Linked DNA regions of Mus musculus: all the other regions are linked to region 2. Evidence: chromatin contacts called from public Hi-C data. All regions are on one chromosome and are shown on one strand. The core of a region is the stretch at or near the end of the contact, and the rest is flanking DNA. Distances in the headings are between cores, read along the strand shown.

What was found. Hi-C and Micro-C count contacts between places; a contact is called where the count stands out from the background.
Region 1: a Hi-C map of B cells shows a contact between it and region 2, with 5 read pairs. The contact joins the promoter of Tmbim1 here to the promoter of D230017M19Rik in region 2. A contact is called at or near these places in 2 of 39 promoter capture datasets (both in embryonic stem cells), 1 of 484 Hi-C or Micro-C datasets (B cells) and 2 of 115 datasets of contacts at active chromatin or transcription factors (embryonic stem cells and extraembryonic endoderm stem cells).
Region 3: a Hi-C map of B cells shows a contact between it and region 2, with 6 read pairs. The contact joins the promoter of Dnajb2 here to the promoter of D230017M19Rik in region 2. A contact is called at or near these places in 1 of 484 Hi-C or Micro-C datasets (B cells) and 1 of 115 datasets of contacts at active chromatin or transcription factors (embryonic stem cells).
Region 4: a Hi-C map of B cells shows a contact between it and region 2, with 5 read pairs. The contact joins the promoter of Ctdsp1 here to the promoter of D230017M19Rik in region 2. A contact is called at or near these places in 1 of 484 Hi-C or Micro-C datasets (B cells) and 2 of 115 datasets of contacts at active chromatin or transcription factors (embryonic stem cells and pro-B cells).

Annotation. Positions count from the first base shown.
Region 1 is chr1:74,303,073-74,305,990 of GRCm38.p6, forward strand. Tmbim1 (transmembrane BAX inhibitor motif containing 1) reads right to left here and starts at 1,264. Exons shown (of 12, transcript NM_027154.5): 1 at 1,051-1,264. All of the region lies in intron 2 of Pnkd (paroxysmal nonkinesiogenic dyskinesia), which reads left to right.
Region 2 is chr1:72,242,625-72,245,324 of GRCm38.p6, forward strand. It overlaps D230017M19Rik (RIKEN cDNA D230017M19 gene), which reads left to right and starts at 1,369. Exons shown (of 4, transcript NR_155355.1): 1 at 1,369-1,539. It overlaps Gm24497 (a small nuclear RNA gene), which reads left to right and starts at 1,589; the gene lies at 1,589-1,779.
Region 3 is chr1:75,235,126-75,237,924 of GRCm38.p6, forward strand. Dnajb2 (DnaJ heat shock protein family (Hsp40) member B2) reads left to right here and starts at 1,298. Exons shown (of 9, transcript NM_001159883.1): 1 at 1,298-1,464; 2 at 1,727-1,823; 3 at 2,330-2,439. The coding sequence starts at 1,759.
Region 4 is chr1:74,390,247-74,393,131 of GRCm38.p6, forward strand. Ctdsp1 (CTD (carboxy-terminal domain, RNA polymerase II, polypeptide A) small phosphatase 1) reads left to right here and starts at 1,363. Exons shown (of 7, transcript NM_153088.2): 1 at 1,363-1,718. The coding sequence starts at 1,652.

The sequences.
Region 1 (2,918 bases), core at 14-2,513, 2.1 Mb after region 2:
CACCCATAGGCCACAGTGGAGTGAGTGACTGGGGAAGGATGCCCCGGGGAACAAGACCTGGTGAAGACAGTCCAGGCTCTGCCTTGGCAGAGAGCCTTCCATTCCTTCCTCCTTTTCTGGTTCCCTCCTGGCCCTCCCAAACCTGCTTTCCCTTTTCCCATTTCCCTGTTTCTTTTTTTTTTTTTTTTTTTTTTTTATTTTTTATTCTGACCTAAAGAGGTCACCAGGGCCAGGCAAGACAGCTTTCACCTGTAATACTCCCAGCACTTAAGGATCTGAGGCAACAAGTTCAAGGCTTGACTGGGCTACTGAGTGAAACTGTCTCAAATAAATAAATAAATAAATAAATAAATAAATAAATAAACCAACCAACCAACCAACCAACCAACCAACCAACCACAGTTCATCAGCTTGACTGTACTTTCTGGTAGGCTTCTGAATTACAGAGCAAAGGAACAGGAGCAGGCCAGGTTAGGAGTAGGAATGGCTTCTTCTTTAGACCTTAGGTTGGCCCGCTGGCTTCTCTGAGCTAGGGCTCCCTCCTCCCACCCCCCACCTTAGACAGATTCTCATCACCAGTTTTTACGCAGCCTGGTGACGCCAGGGCAAGCTCGAACAGCCCCGGGTGGGTTCCAAGCCTCTGGCTGGCTCCCTCCCTCCCTCTCCCCACCAGCTGAGGACCATGACCGCCTCCATTCTCACTTGCTGCACGGCCACTCTGGGGCCCCGGAGTGGGGGACACGTCCTCAGACAAACAAGCCACTCAGCCACTGAGAGGAGCACCCTACAAGAAGCGGGTCAGCTCGCGGGTGCGCACCGAATGCGGTTGCGCCACAAGCCCGGGCCATATGTCCTGCCCGGGCGCACATGGAAAGTGAAGACCGGAACAGGCAGAACGAAAGGACCCTAGCCTGGCTCCGGAGCACGACCGGAGTCGGCCCGCGCGTGCCAGAAAAGTTCGGGCGCCTGGGCGCAGCGCCGCCCCAGGCCACTTCCATTCCCCGCCGGTCTCGGGTCCCCACCTCCAACGGCCGCAGCCCCCTCACTTGCCTGCGCTGTTCCGGACCGTGAGATCCGCCTGGGCCTCCGGGCGCTGGCGAGGACTGGGCTGGGCCGGGCTGGACTGGGGCTCCGTGCCCCGCCCCGTCTCTCTCCGCCGCCAGTGGGGAGGAGCCGCCCGGCACCCCGAGACCTCCAGGGAGCGCTGGGGTCCCCTCCAGACCTCAACCACGACCCAGGTGTGAGTGGTTCACATTTACTGGAAGCAACGCCGGTTCGCAGCGAAAACCCAAACTCACTGGGAAAAAAATAACTTCTTTCCATGAATTCCAGACTCCACCCCAGTAAGAAGTGCTATTTATGCGTCATCAGTGCCTACATATCAGCGATTTGCGCTAGGGGCTTTAGAGCTAATCCTGTTGTCTTAAAAGTTGTTATTGGGTTTGTTTTTTTGTTTGTTTGTATTCTGGGTAAAAGAGCGATGTCGCTATGTACCTCAGGCTGGTCTCCAGCACTTGTCACCCGGCCTCAGCCCAAGTGTTGCAATTACTGACCCTGGTTTCACATAGTCAGATTTCACTGATTTTTTTTCCCTCTTTTTCTTTTTTGTCACTAACTGATCTTCAGCACTTTCGGTCTAGGGGCGTAGGTCAGTGGTAGATCTCTGGCTTTCCATGTGAGAGACCCAGCTGGGTTTCATCCCCATGCCAGGAAAACCAAACAACAAAAGAATAGTTTCAATGATGCACAATATTGTATCACATGGCTATGCTATGTTTATATCAATTCATTCTTAAAACTTCTTATTTCGTGAAAAAAAAATTTAAGTCACAAAAAAAAGAAAGAAAAAAAAAGAAAAGAAAAATTTAAGTCACAAAAAAGTCTGTGGTGACTAAGAATTCTGTGCTTGTAAGCTAACCGCCCTTTTCAAATGTAAAACTTCAAACACAGGCATGAGACTCCGAAGCTATGCTTGGAATCAGTCATGTGTCACTTAATGACAGGGATGTGCTAGGTTAGGAAATTTCTGTTTTGCAAACCTCATGGTGTGTTTACACTAACAGCTCACTATGTGTGACTGGGAAGTAAAAATAATCTTATAGCAGTTGGCAGTATGCTGGCTTAGGGTGCGAGCAGTCCTGGGTTCCATCTCCAGCACTGCATAAACAGTGGAAGTGGCATGTGCCCGTAATGCCAGATATTTTGGGAATGTTAATAATAAAATAACTTACCTCAAAGAGGTTAAGAGGAGCCAAATATGTGGCCATGGTCAGAGAAAACCAATATAGGTTATCCAAAAGTCTGTGTTCCAACATGGGAATCGTTTGGTGAAGTTTTGAGGAGGTTGGAAAGTCATCTTAATTAGGGTTTTATTGCTGTAAACAAACACCATGACCAAGGCAGCTCTTATAAGGACAGCATTTAATTGGAGCTGACTTACAGGTTCAGAGGTTCAGGCAATTATCATCAAGGCGGCATCCAGGCAGGCGTGGTGCAGGAGGAGCTGAGAGTTCTAAGTCTTCATCTGAAAGTCACTAGAAGACTGGCTTCCAGGCAGCTAGGATGAAGGTCCTAAAGCCCATGCCCACAGTGACACACTTCCTCCAACAATGCCACACCTACTCTAACAAGGCCAAACCTCCAAATAGTGCCACTCCCTGGGCCAAGTACATTCAAACCACCACAGGGGTGTTTTGATTTGGTTTTGGTTTTGTTTTAAGGGTCTCACCATGTAACTCTAGTTGACTTGGGATTCAGTATGGAGACTAGGCTACCCTGGAACTCAGAGAGACTGCCTACCTCTGCTTCTTGAGTGTTGGGATTAAAGGTGTGCATAACCATACTAAGTTTGATAAAGTTTTTATATCGGTAGAAAAGAAAGTGTTAGTTGAGGCACTTTTCAAATGGACATTTGGAAA
Region 2 (2,700 bases), core at 119-2,618:
GCGGGTTTACAGTTTCAGAGATGTGGCCCAATCTCATCATGGTGTGGTGGGAAGCATGCTGGTAGGCTCTGGAACAGTAGCTGAGAGCGAATTCCTGGAGCACGGGCAGAAAAAGATTCTGGACTTGGCATGGGCTTTTGAAACCTCAAAGACCACACCCAGTGACACACTTCCACCAACAAGGCCACACCTTCTAACCCTTGTAATCCTTTCAAACATTCCACTGCCTGGTGACTGAGCATTCAAATATATGAGTCTGTGGGGGCCATTCTTATTCAAACCATCACTGGTACCTTTACCTAAAGGATTTAAATGCTAATGACAATCCATTAAGTAGTTGATGGTTACAAAGTGATTTAAAGTTACAAATATAAGAAAACACAACAAAATCTCTGTAATAGGATGTATCAGGATGGTGTTTGTGTTTGGCATAAGAGGTCCCAAAGCCTTGGGGGCAACTCTAAGCCCAAATCCTACAATATTGAGTACTTACACATAAACACATTTAGAAGTTTGGTCTTTTAGTATTTTGCCCTTTATATTTGGCAGATTGTCTTTTACTTGAGGCTGGGTCTCATATAGTTTAGGCTTTGCCTGATCTGGTCCTCCATTCTGCAATTTCCAGTGGCAGTGGTTGGAAAGCATCCTACCCAGCTTTATTCCCTATAACACTCAAAGAGGCACAGAACCAGCCCAGAGCCTACAGCTCTTCGGGGTAAATTCCTCTCAGGATTATGTCTGTCCTTAAACTGAAAATGATCTAAGGTTCTGGGTACCAAGGAGCTAATAAGAGTAGTGACTGTCCACTCTTCACTCCCACGTGCCAAACATCATCGATCCCTGCATTATTATTGCATTTGATGTTAACCATCGGTATTTTTTAGCCTGAAAACTGTAGAAAAGTTCAAAGACATCACACAATTTATTAAGGATTTCAATATATGACATTTTTTTTTTTTGGTCAAGATTTACTACAGTTTTTACCTAAGTAGGTTTGCCTTGACAACATTGTGAAAACACCTAACAGAAAATCACTAGCCTGCTAGACTCCCTGTGGAGCCAGCCTCTCAACAAGGGAAGATTGTCTTAAGACAACGCGAACTAGGAGCAGTAGGTCCACCCTTCAGCCACCGTCCTGCCTCAGAGTTTATCCAGTGCATCTGGCCGTGGACATGCCCCCTTCAGGTCTTTCTATTTCCGGTGGATTCCAAACCGCAATAGTCTGTGAGTCGGCCTGTGAATCGCGGAGGCCGCGGGGAAGAGCTGATTTGCACGTCCTGCCTCCACGCGAGGGGCGTGGCGACGTGCACAGGCCTAATTTGGGCTTGTGTTGTCACGCCCTTCGCGAGGGGGCGGGGCATGCAAATCATACTCGGCGTGCGCGCTCGGGAACGCCGGGAGAGCCCGGGTCGTGGACGTTGAATCTGAAGCCGTGGGTGCTGGAGTGGGAGTGAGGTGTGGAGGGCGCAGACGCGGATCGGAGGAGGAAGGAACCGCGGGGGAGGCAGGAAGTGAGGGTTGCGAGCGGTCACCACAAAGGTAATGTGTCTCACGGACGCAGAGCATGGCTGCGTGGTCTGTATTTGGTATCGCTTCTCGGCCTTTTGGCTAAGATCAAGTGTAGTATCTGTTCTTATCAGTTTAATATCTGATACGTCCTCTATCCGAGGACAATATATTAAATGGATTTTTGGAACTAGGAGTTGGAATAGGAGCTTGCTCCGTCCACTCCACGCATCGACCTGGTATTGCAGTACCTCCAGGAACGGTGCAACCCCTCTGGGGAACAATGTTGGTTAAATGTAAGACATTTAGGACTATTATAGCTCGTAAATACAGGCTGCAGTTACTTTTTCTGTCTTCTTTTCTACTTTGTAGTTACCCGGGTCTCGTTAACCCCTCTTTGATAGACCAGGCTGGCCTCTAACTCGGAAGTCCGCCTGCTTGCCGCCAGTTGATCTTTTTCTATTGCTTTACTTTTCTTATTATTATTCAGGTTTCATATTTCCACTACCAGGCTTTTCAGGCAGAGCAGCTCGCTTCTTTACTTTTTTACACAGTCTTTCCATCCACTGGTCAATAACTGTGATTAGGTGGGAAAGACTCTAAGGTTTTTATCTCTTTTTTTCCCCTCTGGGGAATAATGCTGGTTTAATAAGAGACCTAGAAATTAGGCCAACGTGGATTTCTTACCAACCTGTTAGTTTTACTGCACATCACTCTACATTGCTGCATAATATTCTACATAATGTCTAGCTTTTGATCTGGAAAGAGCTGTGAGGCTGTAAGGTTACTAAGATGGACAAGTTATTTTCAGCTTACTGTCACAAAACACTTGCTAGTTATGTAAGTCTGGTGGCATTAAAAACTCTTAGGCTTGCATAATTTTTCTGAAAGCTAAAATTTTGTTGACTGTTTATGCCTATGCTGATTTTCACAGCAAAGACCCGCTCTAGGTATGTTATTTTTGTACAGTAACCTATAAATAATGATTCACTGACAGAAGTTGTGTCAGAGTCCTAGATTCTTCTGAAATAAATTATTTTTAAAAGGATTTATTTATTTATTGTACATATATGAGTACTGTACCTGCCTTCAGACACACCAGAAGAGGGCATCAGATCCCATTACAGATGGTTGTGAGTCACCATGTGGTTGCTGGGAATTGAACTCAGGACCCCCGCAAGAGCAGTCAGTCCT
Region 3 (2,799 bases), core at 48-2,547, 3.0 Mb after region 2:
AGGGGACAAAATGACGGCAGCCTTCCCTTGGTTGGTGCTCAAGCTGTTGCTTTGATGAGATGTCCCCAGGTCACCTGTCCTGAAACACTGACTGGACTCATACAACCATTCCTGCTTGGGTCATGTGTGACACCAGAAAGCATTATGCTAATAACAGCTTCCATAAACCATGCTTCATTTGACTTCTAACAACTCTAGGTGTTACCTATACTTAAGGGGGAAAACAGGCCTTGGATGTTCCCAAGTCACACAGCAGCATCCGGTTGCAAGGCCAGGTCTCCCTGCTCTCAGAGTTCTGAGTTTCCCAGTGGGTTCTGCTGATAGGCTGTGTGTGTGTGTGTGTGTGTGTGTGTGTGTGTGTGTGTGTGACATCCCATGCCATTTTTTATCCCTCCCCCAGTGCTGGGAATTGAGGCTAAGTAAGGTCTGGCGGCTGCTGGGCAAGCACTCTACCCCTAAGCTATCCCCATAGCTTTACATTCTTAGTACCTTCTGGCAGCATCTACTAAGAAAACAGTACACTAATGTCTAGGAATTGGCCAGATGGAATAAAACAAGACCCACTTCTGGAAGGTTCCCTTTTCCTGAGATCTGAATCCAGAAATCATTCTGAGGCTAAATAGATCTACTTACGATCAGCTGTGGAAGAGAAACGTTGAGTCTACTAATTTCCTCATACTAGGCTCTTCTACCTCACCCTTTCTAGGTCAAAAATGTTAAAAGTCTTCCAAGTGTTATTCGGCTGTCCAACTGATACGTTTCAATTCTGACTAAAGACTAAGGGGATGACGAACGAAGGAGGACACAATTCTTACCTTGTATAATTTACATTCTACTGGGGGAGATAGATGATCATCAAATAAATGTTAATTTGTGGCTCTGACAGTGTGGAGAAGAAAATGCCACGAGACTCTATAAAAAGCAGGTCTGACCTACTCAGGGGAGCCAGGGCAGCCTCTTTTGAAGACTTAGCACTGGAGCTAAGCTATGAAGAAGGGTTAGGCCCAGAGGAGACTCGGTGAGTCTTGGAGGTGATGGCCTGGGGGAAGTACTCAGGGATCGTGAAGCACTTTTAGAGGCCAGCGACAGGACAGGGGACCCGCACCTAGCTTGCGGACCGCCCCTCTGCCTGTGTTTGAGAGACTGCGTCATAGCTGGAAAGATATAGCCGACTTCAGCCTCCTAAGTCCCACCTGGGAATGACGTCGCCTGGGTGAAAAACTAAAATAAACGGCTCCGCCCTCATCTCCCAGCAGCCCCTGCAGCGCCCCCGCCCCCCCCGCCCCCGCCCCCTCGTGTGACCGGCCGAGCCGGCCCTCTGAGTCTCTAGTAGTTTCCAGGGCGCTGACGCATGCTTGCGCACACAACCCAGCCTGGCGTGTCGTACGCAGTGGCCGCGAGCCGGGCAGCGGGTGCTAGGCGGTTCCCCTGCGGGGGGCAGGGGCGGGACTCCCGGCAGAGGAGGTGCGGTCCCAGCTGGGTCAGGTTGGGGGTTCAGATCGGGTTACTAGACTTAGGGGGTTCGGGTAGGGCTCCCCACTCCTGCCGTGAGATAGCCCTGGGCACCGGCCTGCGGGACCAGATAAAGGCTGCGAAGGAGCCTAGTCACTGGCCGCAGGCGTGGCTCCCCGGCCCGATTCCACCTCGAAGTGTCGCCTGCCTGCCCGGGGTTGCGGCCGCACGGAGCTGCGGTGCCTCTGTCGGCCTGACCCCTTCTCTCCCGCAGCCTGGAGGAGGGACGTCTGACGCTGAGTTGCCATGGCATCCTACTACGAGATTCTAGACGTACCGCGGAGTGCGTCCCCTGATGACATCAAGAAGGCGTAAGTGCCTCGGCTGTGTTACAGAAAGGCTCTGACCCTTGTTCCCCGCCCCCCTGAGTGCCAGGGGCCCTTTAGAGGTCTGGCTGAAGGGAGGAAGGAGACCCTTGGGAAAGTACGAAGACCAAGTCCAGCCAGGGAAGAAGAGCTGACCTTCTTTAGCGTCCTCTATACACCCAGCTCCCCTCTCCTCCAGCTCCTACATGTGGGCTTGCCCAGGTTGCAGTGCTAAAATGCCCAGGCTATGAGACAGGACAGTGTCTCCACTCTCCCTGTGGCTATAGATAGCTCTATCAAAAGAACCCCAAGAAAGGGCTTATGGCAGGGACTTTCCTTTTTACTCATATCCCTGGCACACCACAGGGAGAGAAACCCCTGAATACAGGCTGCAGTCGTGAGGTATTCTGGGATCGGGGCAGTGAAAGGGTGTTGGACTAAGCAAAAAGGGTAGTCGGTGGGCAAAGCCTACATCAGTCTCCTGACCCTCCCTCTGCACTCACTTCCTGCAGGTACCGAAAGAAGGCTCTGCAGTGGCACCCAGACAAGAACCCGGATAATAAAGAATTTGCTGAAAAAAAATTTAAGGAGGTGGCAGAGGCCTATGAAGTACTATCTGACAGTAAGGCTTGGGGTCCTGCAGGGACCGGCATGTCCCCCTGCTTCCATTCATTCTTGGTACTCCTTCCTAAAGCCACGCCTCCATCCCGTCTCCTCCATGATTTTATTTTAGATAGTGTTTAATCGCCTCCATGTTATGTCTGTCTAGCAGGGTCTGAAGAGCAATTTGGGTCCTGATCGGGGAAGGTCATAGCTTTCCTGCCAGGCCAGCTTATCACCCCCATTTTGTAGGCTAGTAAACTGAGGCTGAGAGAGATGAAATAATTTGCCCATTTCTTGAGCCAGAATATGAATCCAGGTCTGATGGGTGATTTTTTTTTTTCCTCTGTGCTTGAGTATGCCTAGGGCATTGCACATGCTA
Region 4 (2,885 bases), core at 113-2,612, 2.1 Mb after region 2:
CCCTCCCTCCGCGGGCGTCCCCTGAGCACTCGGGAGCACAGCCAGCCCTAGACGGGGCCCCTCTAATAATCACAGATAGGGGCGGTGGGGTGGGGGTGGAGGGCCTCTAAACAAGGTGGTATTTCTTCTAGTTCGATGGGATTTGGCTCTGCCAAGGACGAAGGGGCACGTTTCAAGCCGAGGGAACAGCACGTACAAGATACAAGGCGCCCTGAGCAGCAGAGGCTCGGCTTCTGCCAGGGTTTGGCAGGGGAAGAGGGCGAGATTTGCTACAGGACAGTCGGTAAAGGTAGGCGCCGAAGTGGACTTTTCAATCCTGGGATGTTCTCGAGACTGCAGGGAATGCTGATAGTTACAGTTGGATCACGAACATAATTTAGGACTGGAGAGGTTCATCAGCCGTTAAGAGAAGTCCCTGCTCATGCAGGCCACCTGAATGAGTTCAGGTGCCAGCACTCAAGGCTAACCACTGCCTCCAACTTCTGCTCCAGGCGATGGCGCCCTCTTCTGGCCATTGAAGGCTCCGGCATTCATACACATACACAAAAATAAAATCAATCTATCTACAATTCCACAATTTGATGAGTTTGCATAACTGGGGCTAGCAAAGAATGCCTTTGGGGGGGGGGAACGGGATATTCACAACGTTAGACAAAAGACCCATTGTAGAGGCGGTGAGAAGGCTTGGGGGTAAAGGTGTCTACTGGCCAGCCTGACTACCTGAGTTTGATGCCTCTCCCAAAGAGAGGAAGAAGAGAACTTCTGATCTCCACTCGTAGAACGTGTATCCTCCTCCACACATAAATATAACTTTAAATTTTTTAGGGGCTGGAAAAATGGCTCAGGGGCACATGTCACTCTTAAAAGGACTCTATTTCCGCTCCTAAGGCCCACACCGGCTATTAACTCCAGTTCCAGGGGGATCTGACGCCCTCGTCCGGCCTCAGAGTGCACTACAAATATGTGGAGTACATACATAAACATATATATTTTTACAGGCCATACACATAAAATATTTCAATTAAAAAAAAAACTAAAACCCATTTTACAGAAAGTTAGCGTCATCCCATTTTCCAGAGGAACAAACGGAGGCAGATCGTGTCAGCACTTTGGAATGCGTGGAGGTGGAGCCCCGACGTCCTCGGGCACTCCCCGACTGGGCGCCTGGGGCGGGCCTCAAGTCCCGGGGCTCGGTGGCCCGCAGCGGCGGGTTACGGCTGTCCGCTCTGCCACGCAGCCGCAGAACGCTCGGTCCGGCCAGCACACCGCAGGAAGAGAGGCGACGCCCCCTGGATCTCCGCAGCAACCCGGCCCGCCTCCCAGCCCGCCGGGCCCCAGAAGTGATGAAAGCTGCGGCGGAGTCCCAGGCGCGCCGAAGCCGTTGCCCTTTTAAGGGGAAGCCTTGAAACGGCGCCCGGGTTCCATGTTTGCATCCGCCTCGCGGGGAGGAAACTCCATGTTGTAACAAAGTTTCCTCCGCGCCCCCTCCCTCCCCCTCCCCCCGAGAACCTGGCTCCCCTCCCCTCCGAAGCTCGCGGGGATCCCTCCCTCCCACCCTCCCCTCCCCCCCGCGCCCCGATTCCGGCCCGAGCCGGGGGGGAGGCCGGGCGCCGGGGCCAGAGTCCGGCCGGAGCGGAGCGCGCCGGGCCCCATGGACAGCTCGGCCGTCATTACTCAGATCAGCAAGGAGGAGGCGCGGGGCCCGCTGCGGGGCAAAGGTAGGCGGGCGGCGGGAGGGCAGAACCGGACTAGGGGCCGTCCCCGCGCTGCGGTCGCTGCCGCTGTCCCGGGCGCGCGCCTCGGCCTGGCCCGGCCCGAGCCCCGGCCAGTGCGGCCGAGAGAGTTTGAACTCCGCGAGAGTCTGAGGCGCTGGGCGGGGCCTGGCGCCACCAGTGCGCTCGAGGCTTCTCGTAGTGGGGAAACTGAGGCAGAAGGCGAGCGAGGGGCTGGCGGGCTCCCGGGCGTCACCCCCTCCCCCAGTTTGGCGCCAATGGGACGAGAAGGTGGGGGTGAGGCGGCCACCCGGCCACCCGCTGAGGCTCCGCCCCCTCCAGGCTGAGGTCTGGAAGGGGTGCCGAGGTGACAGCGGGCTGGGGAGGCTTGCAGGGATCTCCCGCCAACTAACTCACAGCCAGGTTCCCACAAACTCGGGCGTCACGCGTGGAGGTGCAGACGACACCTTCGAAGGCAGAGAGCCCCTAGCCTTGCAAGACAGACTTGGGGGCCTTGTATCCAGCTGGGCACGCGACACCCAGGCTGCAACAGGCTAGGCCGGTTGGCCTCGGGCCTGTGCACGCTTGCACCCACCCTGTAAGGGGTGCTGCCCGCCTATGCGGAGCCCCTAAGGCTCGCAAGAGTGGGGCTCACCCCTCCCTCCCCTGTGTGAATTTCAAGATTGGGAAGTCACTCCGGGTTTGTCCACTGTCCAGTTCCTCGCTCTTTGGGGGTTGGGGGGGGGGTGGCCTGGAGGCAGAAAGGATTAGAGAAGAGGCTTGGTGGGGGTAGGTCTGTCAATTTAGACAGGCCGCTGCAAAGAGACGGGGCGGGGTGAAGGAGGTGGGGCCGGTGGGGCTGACAGCCCTGGGACACTGGCCTCTGGGCCCAGGCTCAATGGGGACTTTGGACTCACTGGGTAGACAGAATGGAGGGAGAGTGGGAGTGGACGACAGGGCCCTGAGCCCTGAAGGTCCAGAGCAGGGGATGCTCAGGTAACGTCCACCTGTGGGGTCAGATGATTGAGAACCAACCGTGAGAAAAATCGGTCCCCTCCTTAAGCCATCTACTTCTTAAAGTGGCTGCCTTCCTAAAAAGCCACACCAGATTTCCTTAAGACGCTGAGCTGCAGGGGCCCTGAAGTGGCCCGTGGTGGGGCTCATGGAAGCGGG